Linked DNA regions of Drosophila melanogaster: region 2 is linked to region 1. A link is a contact called in public Hi-C data. All regions are on one chromosome and are shown on one strand. Each heading gives the region's core, a stretch centred on a gene start, on an enhancer-like site or on the middle of the called end of the contact. The rest is flanking DNA. Distances are from core to core; before and after follow the strand shown. Region 1 holds the start of CG4558. Region 2 holds the start of Rubicon (rubicon,).

The links. Hi-C and Micro-C count contacts between places; a contact is called where the count stands out from the background.
Region 2: a Hi-C map of the Kc167 cell line shows a contact between it and region 1, with 2.6 times the contacts expected there. The contact joins the promoter of Rubicon here to the promoter of CG4558 in region 1. A contact is called at or near these places in 2 of 107 Hi-C or Micro-C datasets (the Kc167 cell line and eye imaginal disc) and 1 of 6 datasets of contacts at active chromatin or transcription factors (the Kc167 cell line).

Annotation. Positions count from the first base shown.
Region 1 is chrX:6,848,239-6,853,208 of dm6, reverse strand. CG4558 reads right to left here and starts at 3,439. Exons shown (of 1, transcript NM_132134.4): 1 at 1,325-3,439. The coding sequence starts at 3,222. The coding sequence ends at 2,080. It overlaps Cht11 (Chitinase 11), which reads left to right and starts at 3,692. Exons shown (of 2, transcript NM_132133.3): 1 at 3,692-4,657; 2 at 4,723-4,970. The coding sequence starts at 3,738. It overlaps CG14434, which reads left to right. Exons shown (of 3, transcript NM_001298040.1): 3 at 267-1,300. The coding sequence starts at 519. The coding sequence ends at 1,163.
Region 2 is chrX:8,675,313-8,680,542 of dm6, reverse strand. It overlaps Rubicon (rubicon,), which reads right to left and starts at 3,480. Exons shown (of 4, transcript NM_001272419.2): 1 at 3,079-3,480; 2 at 776-2,652; 3 at 554-707; 4 at 1-475. The coding sequence starts at 3,336. The coding sequence ends at 281.

The sequences.
Region 1 (4,970 bases), core at 2,190-4,689:
AGTGTTTGGGTAGCGGGATAGCAAAGACTGTAATGATGATTCCTAAACTACATTTAAATATTCGATTTAAGACGGAAGCCTTATGTTAAGTAAACTACATAGATTATTTGAAATTATATTTATGTTTCGTTGCAAAATTAGAATAATTTAGTGAAAACAATCATGTTTTAAAGTGATGGGGTGTAAAGTTTCCAAACAGAACCATAATCTGCTTTGTCTATTATAACTCAAGATTAATATACAATTTGATTTTCCCGCCATTTCAGATCGAAACCGGTACTTTTAAAAGTGGCGCCAAACTAAAACCGATATTATAGCATTCACACTTGGCTGCATTTTTCTTTTGCTCTTCTGAAGTAACTGTAGATGCGGGTGTCAAGCAAAACAGAAATAATTTCAATATTTGCAAAGCCCAAACTTGCATCTTCATTAAAATACAAGAACTAAACATATAGCAGTTAAGTACACTTTCCTTTTGGCCGAATTTGGACAGTGAGAACATTATATTGGGCATTGTAATGTTCTGTTATCGAAAGCATCTTGTGGCGCCAATTATCGGCTATCGACGATACGTTGCAAAAAACAAAAGCGTAAACAACATGTGCGAATCGGTTACTCCGGCGGATCAGCGCAATGTGGAGGTGAAGGCACGGATTCCGGGTGGATCTGAGGGCTTTGAGCAGCGCCTAATCTTGGCCAGAAACCTGAGCGGCAGCCAGGATGCGCAGTTAATCGAGCAGAGGGACGTCTTCTTTGAATCTCCGCTGGGTGGACGGCTTAAATTGCGCTACTTACAGACGCCATCGCGCTCCCAATTGGTCTACTACGATCGTCCCGATGTGGCCGGTCCCAAGCTTTCCAAGTTCAACAAGACGGAGGTGGACGAACCGGAGGTGCTGGAGAAGATCCTGAGCCAGTCGAACGGCGTACTTGGTGTCCTGGCCAAGCGACGGCACTTGTTCCTTTGCGGACAGACGCGCATCCACCTGGACGAGGTAAAGGATCTGGGATACTTCATGGAACTGGAGGTGTGCCTGACAGAGGATCAAACCCTCGAGGAGGGTCAAGCCATTGCCGAGAAACTGTCCAGGGAACTGGGTATCCAGGAGGCGGACCTCATGATCGGCTCGTATTTCGATGCTCTCAGAAAGCTCAATCATTAATCATTCATTTTGTACATCCTCGTTAGGATTAGTTCTGTACCCAAAAAATGGGACTCTGTCTTGTATCATAGAATTACCAACATTTGTTATCCATAAAACATTCTGTGAGGCAAACAAAAAATGTATGTATGTAAATGAACTTTTAATAGTATTAGTGTATAATAGGTATCTTTTATTTCGTGAGTTGTTGCAAAAACACAAATTCAAACTCAAGTCTGGCAATGGATATTTACAAAATCGCTTTCCGTTGGCTACGCTAGTTGGTGTGAACAGAACGTAGAGTCGAGAGTTTTAAATGCAAAATGGTTAGAACGACGAACACAAGGATGAAGCGCGGCTGCCAGGAGCTAACTGTTAACTGTTTAACTAAACTTAGGCTTACGATCTAGGACTTGAGGATTACAATGGGCGACGAATTGAGCCGGTGGCCTAAGGGTCTAGTAAATTGAAAACGAAGGCAGCTTCTAGCTTCCCTTGTTTCCATACTTTTGTTTTGCTTGCTTATCCAATGGAGCGGCAAAATTCGTAAAATAATTTTGGCTTGGTAAAAGTCCTGGTTGTCGTGTGTGTATATATCTATATATAAGTATATTGCGCTTAAAGCTAGGAGCGAGGGAAGCGGGAAACGTGGACTGCCATCTGAATAGGCATCCTCTAGCAGTAAGATCCAATTAGGCTGATGGACAGCGTTTCGGAGATGGGATCCGGCGCAGAGATCGGTTTCCAGTACAACCAATTGTAACTGACTGCAAAAGCATAGGGAATTAGTAAGAAATCCCACACTGAAAGGTTCATTGAAAACTTGCTGCAACAAATACTCAATTGAAATTATAACAAAACTATAATATTTGTCAGTTATAGCTGACCAAGAGCTTATCTACTGCCTTTGTTAAATAACTCAAAAAATAAGGTATATCTAAGGTATCCTTAAACAGTGAACCTTCTGATGTGATGTGTTGGCCCCGGAACAAAAGCAATCGAAACGATACTCACGCACAAAGGACTGGGTAAGTCGCAGAGACAAGGTGCGACAGCGGTGCCGGCACTCACTGGTGGGTCGCAGGATGATGAACCGCGTGCCTACCGCCTGGTGTATATAGACATTGGGGCATTCCGTTTCCGGCAATGTGTAGGCCGGCGCCTGGGCAGTATCGATGGCCACATAACGCTCCAGGGCCACGCCCATGCTGGGCAATCGCGTTGGCCGGGCGAAAATGGGACGCAGGAGTCGCGCGGGCAGCATGCGATTGCAGCGCCAAAGATTGTGCGCCTGCTGGGTCCAGCTGCTGTTGAACTGCCCAAAGAGATCCTCAAGATTGTGCACATCCTGGTTGGTCGAGTGCACCCGATACGCGTCGCGCTGGAAGATCTGATGATTGCTAGCGTAGATGTTGTAGAAGTGGCTCAAGTCAATGGACTCCTGCTGGTTGCTCCTAAAGGCGATGGGCGATCCCTCCGGCTGATGGCACTTGTGGTTCTGATGGTACTCCAGCGGATGACCATTTGCACACTCCTCGCCCTCCAGCCAGACGGTCTCCACTTCGGCACACGGTCCGCAGCTCAGATCCTCTAGCTGAAAAAACGGATTGCCCATCAGGCAGGACTCGTCGTAGAGTTCGGTAAGCTGTGGGAATCGTTGGATCAGCGGCATGGTCATCCGCCGCCACATGCGCATCCCGGGATAGACCATGGCCTGGACAACGCGCTCCTGATGTCCGCCGGTGGAGCTGGTTACCTCATAACGGTAGGCGGCCACGCAGAGCGACACCACCGTGAGGTAGAACAGCCAGCAGAGGATCTGTCGTCGTCGGTCCAGCAGATGATGCAGTACCTCAAGCTTGAGGTAGGCCATTAAGGGGGCGGGTGGCGTGACGCCAGTTTGCCAATTGCGTTGCCGGAAATACTGAAACAGCACATAATTGTCGAAGCTAAGGGATCGCACACCGTACCGCTGATCAGCCAGCCGGCGCAGCTGACGCACTGCACCCGCATATCGCTGCAGCGCCTGCTGGCGACTCAGCTGAACAAAGTTCAGATCATAATCCTCCGGATCCGCCATGGCGCTCCTTGGGTCACATAAACAAATGCGTTGGAGCTCGATTTTCCGATCTAATTTCGTTGTCGTGTCTTTGTGGGGGATTTCCCGTTGGTCGCAAATCACTCAACGTACATTTTTAGAACATAGCATCCTTTTTTTTTTTTGTTTTCTATAATTTTATTTGTTTTCTTTTTGTGATATGGTATCGATGTTAGAAGGCGTTTTTGTTAACAATAGCGTTGTTATCGATAAACTAGGGATGGAGCGTTAGAATACAGTAGGCACTTAATACAATGGACATAAAGCAAGTGGAGCCTTATTAAAACTAACTATTGGTATATTTGTACTACTAATCTTAAGTTCAGTCCGTAGAGGCTTATGTAGAATAAATACTTTTATAATAATAACACATATTTCTAAAACTTCTCTAGAACACGGAATGTTTTAAATACTTCGAAGCACGCCATCCCTGATCGTTTTTGCCTTGTGTTATTGTTTTTCGTTTGATATGATAACAGTTATTAATATCAGCGAAGATGGGGAACTACGAGAAACTGGATGGCAGTTCCGCGGGGAGGATTACGGATGAGCTGTCCCGTAAGGAACAACGGAATTGCAGCCTGCGAACTTTGGTCTGCTGGAGTGCTTTGTTGTTCTCTTTGTTGTGCCTTTGCCTCGGGTTCATCGGCCTGGGATTACTCGGCATCCAAACTGGGGAAGTGCACAAGGTGGGGCAGCGGTTGGTGTGCTACTACGCAAGCGATGGCACCCACAATCTCAGCCTTTTGGATGTTCCCGGCGACCTGTGCACCCACATCAATATCGGACCCGCCACTTTGGATAATGCCACCATAGTCCTTCCCGATACCCTCAGACAGGTACTACAGAACGACACCCGATCCTTTCGTGCTGCCCATCCGCAGGTTCACCTGCTTCTCTGGATCGGTGGCGCCGACAGTGGGCGGTCATTTGCCCTCATGGTGGCGAACCACGCCATGCGAAAGTTGTTCCTGCGCTCCCTCCGGGAAATATTGCGCACCTATCCCAGTTTGGATGGCATCGATCTCGACTGGGAGTTTCCGAGTGCCTACGATCGTGAGCGAATGCATCTCTCGCAGCTGCTTTACGAGATTAGAACGGAGTGGCGGCGCGAAAAGCGTACCAATGATATTCTCTCGCTGGCGGTGGCTGCTCCCGAGGGAATCGCCTTCTATGCCTACGACATCCGAGAGATAAATCTGTACGCAGATTATGTAAATCTAATGTCCTATGATTTCCACTTCTACCGCGAGGATACACCATTTACCGGCTTAAATGCTCCGCTTTATGCCCGCTCGCAGGAACGTTCGCTAATGGCCACGTTCAACATCAATTACACGGTTCAGTGGTGGCTAAAAAGCGGTCTGGAGCCACAGCGACTGGTTGTGGGTCTGCCCACCTACGGCCACTCATTTACGTTAGTAACTGCATGTATTATGGAATGAATCCCTCATTAATTATACTTCCTCACCCACCAAACAGGTTGGTTAATCCTTTAAATCATCGCATAGGAGCTCCTGCTTCCGGTTACGGTAAATGTGGCCAACTGGGCTTCACCACACTGACCGAAACTTGTGAGTGTGTCACCAAGTTCTTCAAGCCAAACTTGTCCTACGATGCCGAGAGCTGTTCGCCATATTTGAGCGCTCTGCAGGAGTGGATATCGTACGAAAATCAAACGAGTATCGCCTGCAAGGCGAACTATGTGAAATCCCTCAATCTGGGTGGCG
Region 2 (5,230 bases), core at 2,231-4,730, 1.8 Mb before region 1:
GATCCTAAAAGAGATTTTTTATAAACAAATTACTTACGGAAAGCAACATGTTATATATTCAGCAATACCTTTACGAATAAGCAACTTTGGATTTACAAAAAAAAAAAGGCCTAACTCTAAAAACTATGCGAATTACAAAAAACAAAAAACAAAAAAAAAAAAAAACAAATTCCTATCGCCAAAACCAAATTTTGTATATACAGTTTCCGAGGCGAAAGTGGATTTCACTACATTTCTTCGCCAATTCCTATCCTGCCCTTCGATTTTCTTTGATCGGATGTTAGCTGGCACGGCTTTGAAGGCGGGAGCACCTGGGACAAGGATCGTTTTGGTTGCGACACCGACTCCTGACCTTCCAGCAGCCGTTGTGGAAGCAGGCACCGCACCGATCGCAGCGTTGGACTTTTCGCTGCCACGGATAGATGAGCTCACCGCCCTTGCAGTGCTCACAGACGAAGGCACGACCTGTACATAGCTGAAATATATGTAAGATATAAGATCAAATAACGATCAATGAATGGTGCTTTCAGCCATCCCATTTCGGACTACTAACCACACAGTTGTGGACGTGCTGTTCGCTCAGTGCGATCACCTCCTTGATGGAGCGATTCATGCTGGTATTTTGCACGTCAACGAAATCGCACATGGACCACATGTCCGGATCCTGGGTAATGTGCGCCGGAATGGCATTGAAGAATGACTGCTCCCTGCACAAGAGGAAGACATAAAAGAAGTGATTGCATAGAACGCTTTGTTTCTTTACTGTCCCACTTACCTCGTTGCAAATCGACAGTTGGCTATGAATCCCTTGACCGCCTGCAGTTGCAGCCTCCTCTTTCTCGCCTTCGCCAGTTCCTTGTGCTTGTACAGTTGGCTATTCAGATCTGGGACGTGGAACAGCGGAAAGGCGTACATCTGCTCGATTAGACGGTAGGCAAATGAGCAGACTGGATAGCAGCGAAAGTCCCAGGAGCGCAGAATCCTCGCGGGAATCGCAGAAATCTGATTGCGATGACAGCCGGTGCACAGGTATTTGCCCAGGTAAGTGCAGTAGCGAAAGTGCTGCTGCAGGTGCTTGGCCACCCGCATTCCACAGCCGGCACAGCGATGATTCTGCTTTTGCAGCACCTTGGATCGGCTCTCCGAGGGATGTTCGGTGAATATGATCTGCTGACGCGGCGGCGCCCAACTGGAGGTGCCTCTGGTCAGACTGGCCTGCTCATGATCCTGTTTCGGCGTGGGCAGCGGCAACAGTTGTTGCGGTGCCTCCTGCTCGGAGACCAGCCACTTGAGATGGCCCAAACGGGGTAGCTGCTGCTCACTGAAGCGGGATATTAGCTGGAGACCCACGGCCTCAGCACTGTGATTCTGCATGCCGCCGCCGGGAATCTGCTCTGCATAGGGCATCAAATTCGGCTCCGACAGATTATGGCTCGTCGGACCCGCTGGTGTCGCCAGTCTCCTGCTCCACTTGACGTGCTCTATGGCCGTAATGCAGGCCTCCGAAATCCTGAAGTGAGCGTTCTCCTTCTCCAGTTGTGTATTGTTGTGCGTTTGCCGGGACATTTGCAGGAAGGAGGCCAGCGATTGCTGGTCCATCTTATCGCTGCCGGGCGTAATGCTCACAGAACTGGACGCTGTTGTGGAAGTGGTACTGTCGCCGGCTGATCCTTGAATATCCCATGGTGCCGACGAGATGCAGGCTGTGGAGGATGCCGCCTCGTCCAGCATGCTGACGCCCTCGAAGAGGGTGTGCTGCTTCTTTAGCTTTCGACCGTTCACGGGCAGGAAGGTGTCCAACATACCACCATCTCCCGAGGCATTCAGATCGTCGCCGACGCCGCGATGAAACCAACTGGTATAGAGAGGCGGCGAGCCGAAGAAGCTGCCCAGATAGCCGCCCACTGACGTGGACGCTTTGGATGCCTGTTGCAACTTTTCGTGCACCTCCTCTGGCACTTCCTGGGGCGTTTGGTCGGTCCAGATCTTTATGTCATCACAGTTGATCAGCTGAATGCGTCTGGGACTGTCGTGGGACGAACAAGAACTGGTAGATGGGGCATCCAAGTGATCCTCCCTCAGCTTGTGGCTTCTGGAGCTGCTGAATGTTTGGCAACGCCGTCTGAAGGCTGCTCTATCGTCCAGCTCCTCGTCCTCCTGACTTAAATTTGGTAGGCTCTTCAATCGCCGCAGGAAGATGCGTTTCTGCAGTCTCTCCTCCGGCACCGCTTGCAGTTTGGGCGATATGCTAAAGTTCGGCTGTGAGCAAGTGCGTCGGTGGCGCACCTGATGCCTAACCTCCAGCTGGCTTAGCAGTCCGCTCTGATTGAGCTGGACAGCCGTTAGGCAAACGAACAAGGCGGTGGCATCACCGGATCGTCGCAGGAAGGCTTCCTCGCTGGGATAGTACAGCTCCATTAGCTCCGGATCGGAGACCAGCGTCTGCAGGCACTGCGAAAGGCAACGGGCACGCAGGCAGCGGGTAGTCCACTCGCCGAGAAACTCCTCGACTCCGTTGACCATTGACGCACTGTCTCGGGCGGCGTAATCCGGTCGATAAGGCTGCGGTTTGGTCTGCTGTTGCTGTTTTCCCGCACTGGCCAGCAGAAACTCAAAGTCGTCCGCCAGTCGGCGAAGTTCCACGGGCTGCAACTGATAAGAATGGAGAGTGAGGCGTTGCATAAATACAATTCGATTGCAAAACAATGGGGAAAGTCTACGACACGCGCGCAGCGAGTAGCTGATACTCTCTTTATGTGGGACAGACATTCAGGGAAATTCATTTGAATACATATGTAAATGTTTATATCATATTTGATTGCTTACTGCAAAGAGCTGATTGCATAGACTTTAGAGACTCCCCTACTTTATAATTAGTTATTGGGGTATTAGGTTCACTTGATTCTGTAGAAATATTTACCACTTGAGCTGAGTTAAGATGATTTATCTTTAAATTATTCAACTATTGTTTCATAGTGCAAGATGAATGATCAAATCAACATGCCTCGCTCTAAGTGTAGGGTATTCGCCGAGGTGTGTGCGATGCTTTCGGGATTTCCACGGGCAAATGCGACTCACCAGTCCATGCTGCAAAATTCTAGTGCAGCTTTGGGCCAGCAACTGCAGTCCGTCCGTCGATTTGGCCGCACGGAACCAGAAATTCGTTGACCTTCGCAGGTCCGCCAGCAGGGAATTCCTCGCTAGCTGCTGTTGTTGTTGTTGCTGCTGCTGCTGCTGCGGATGGTCATGTTGATGATGCAGTGCCTCGCCTGCTGCGTACACCGCGCCTTCAATTGCGTCTGATGCGAGCGTGGGCGGTGGCGGGGGCGTGGTCATGGCTGTGCACACTGTCAAAGGGGCGCGGGGGGGCGGAGCGGTTGCATATTCGCGGTGCGCGATTCAATTGATTCCGAGTAACTTCAGCTTGTTTTGATTGTTTTTTAATGCGATTTTTTTTTGTTATTGTTTGATTCGATAATAATCGATGTGTCCGAGGCCCATCGCCAATCGATACCAAATCTTCGCAGTTTTTCGTTTGCATAGACAGGCGTGCTGCGGTTTGTGTCATGACTACGCCGGCTCTTGTATCCGCTAATAGGCCTTGGAAGTGTTGCTGGGCTGCCGGCAGATGTCGCTCTGTGAACAACACCTGCTGTTCCCACTATTACCGTTATGTGTGTGGGCGTAGTTTTGCGTTTGGAATCCACACTTCTGATTGGTCGAGAGCGTCATGGAGCTGCGCAGTGTGGAATTTTCCAAAATGTCAAAATGCTGGCCACGCCCTTTAAATGGTTTTTGAACTGTTTCATCTTCTTTCTTCTTCGTCGACTGCGCTGATTTGGGAAACACTCTTCTTCTTCTTCTTCTTACTCCTGCTTTATGTGTGTGTTCGTTGGCTTGTTTGTTTGTTTGTTTGTGCTTCGTTTGTCGTATAAGTGATGAGTCAATTAACCCAACATTCCTTTCCTGGAGGCCACATATTGCTTTAATTAAACAGACAAACAAAATTGCAGCAGCAGCAACAACAATATCGCACTACTTTTGCCACCATTTTGTTTCCAGCTCCGCCCACCGCATCCGTTCCACAATTTGTGACTTTTGCCAAATAAATATTTGCATTTATTTTCCACACAAAAGCACACTCGGACACACAAACACGCGCACATCGTATAAACACACGCACACACATGCAACCTTGAAACAAAAGCAAGAAGAAGCACTGTACTGGGCTCTTAATTAAACTTTAATTACTTGTAATTAATAAAGTTGATTGATTTGCTGGCCATAAAATAAACGCGCTTTATTTGCATTTTTTTCTCATGTTTTTTTTTCTTCTGTGCTCTTCTGTTGCCATGTAAATAATGCATTTATAGTTAATGGCGATTTTTTGGTAATATTTGATTGGTTCTGAGTGCTAAATTCTATTCTAATAGTACAGGACTTGGTCTAAAAATCAGAGACGCATTAAAAGCTTTTAGTTTAAACATACATATATTGTTTGGAAACGGTTTTTATTTTTTATTTGAAGAAGTCACAGAGTTTCTCCATTTAATTGATTTTATGCTAGCTCAATGAGTGGTATTTTTAGACGCCTTTAACATTTTGTTGCCAATTCTTTATTCTGCACACAATCTTCCAATCAGTTATACTCAACACTTTTCCAGATAAGCTCTCCTATTCAGCAATTAAAATCCCTTCAGCCGGAATCATTTATTCCTGCATCTTTGTGTAATTATTTCGATTCACCCGAAAAACGCCCGGATATCCCCCTATTCGGGAATCCAAAGTGGCCCCCGAATGTATGCTGCAAATTTGCTTATTAGCTTACAAAAGGTTTTAAGCAATTTCGGGGATTAATTCACTAAGAACAGGAAGGATCTTCTCGAAGATTTTGCATTCCCCAACGAGGACAGGATTAATTGAATTTTGTGTGGGCGTTTCTGCAGGGCAAAATCCTTAAGATAGTGTCCGTAACCCAATTTAGTGATGTCTATTAAACTATTTTTACAAGCAACATAGAAAGCAAACATTTGGTTTTCATTTACTACATCGGAGAATAATAAAGATGAAGTATGGATGTAATCAATTTGATTTCATCTGCTATTCTAAAATAATTAGGGATAAGAAATTGACCGTTGACCAACTCCACCGTTTATATTGCATTGCATTTTTAGTTGTCTATTTCATTTTCCAGCTCTTGGTGTTCGATTTGTAGTAGTCCTCCATTGTG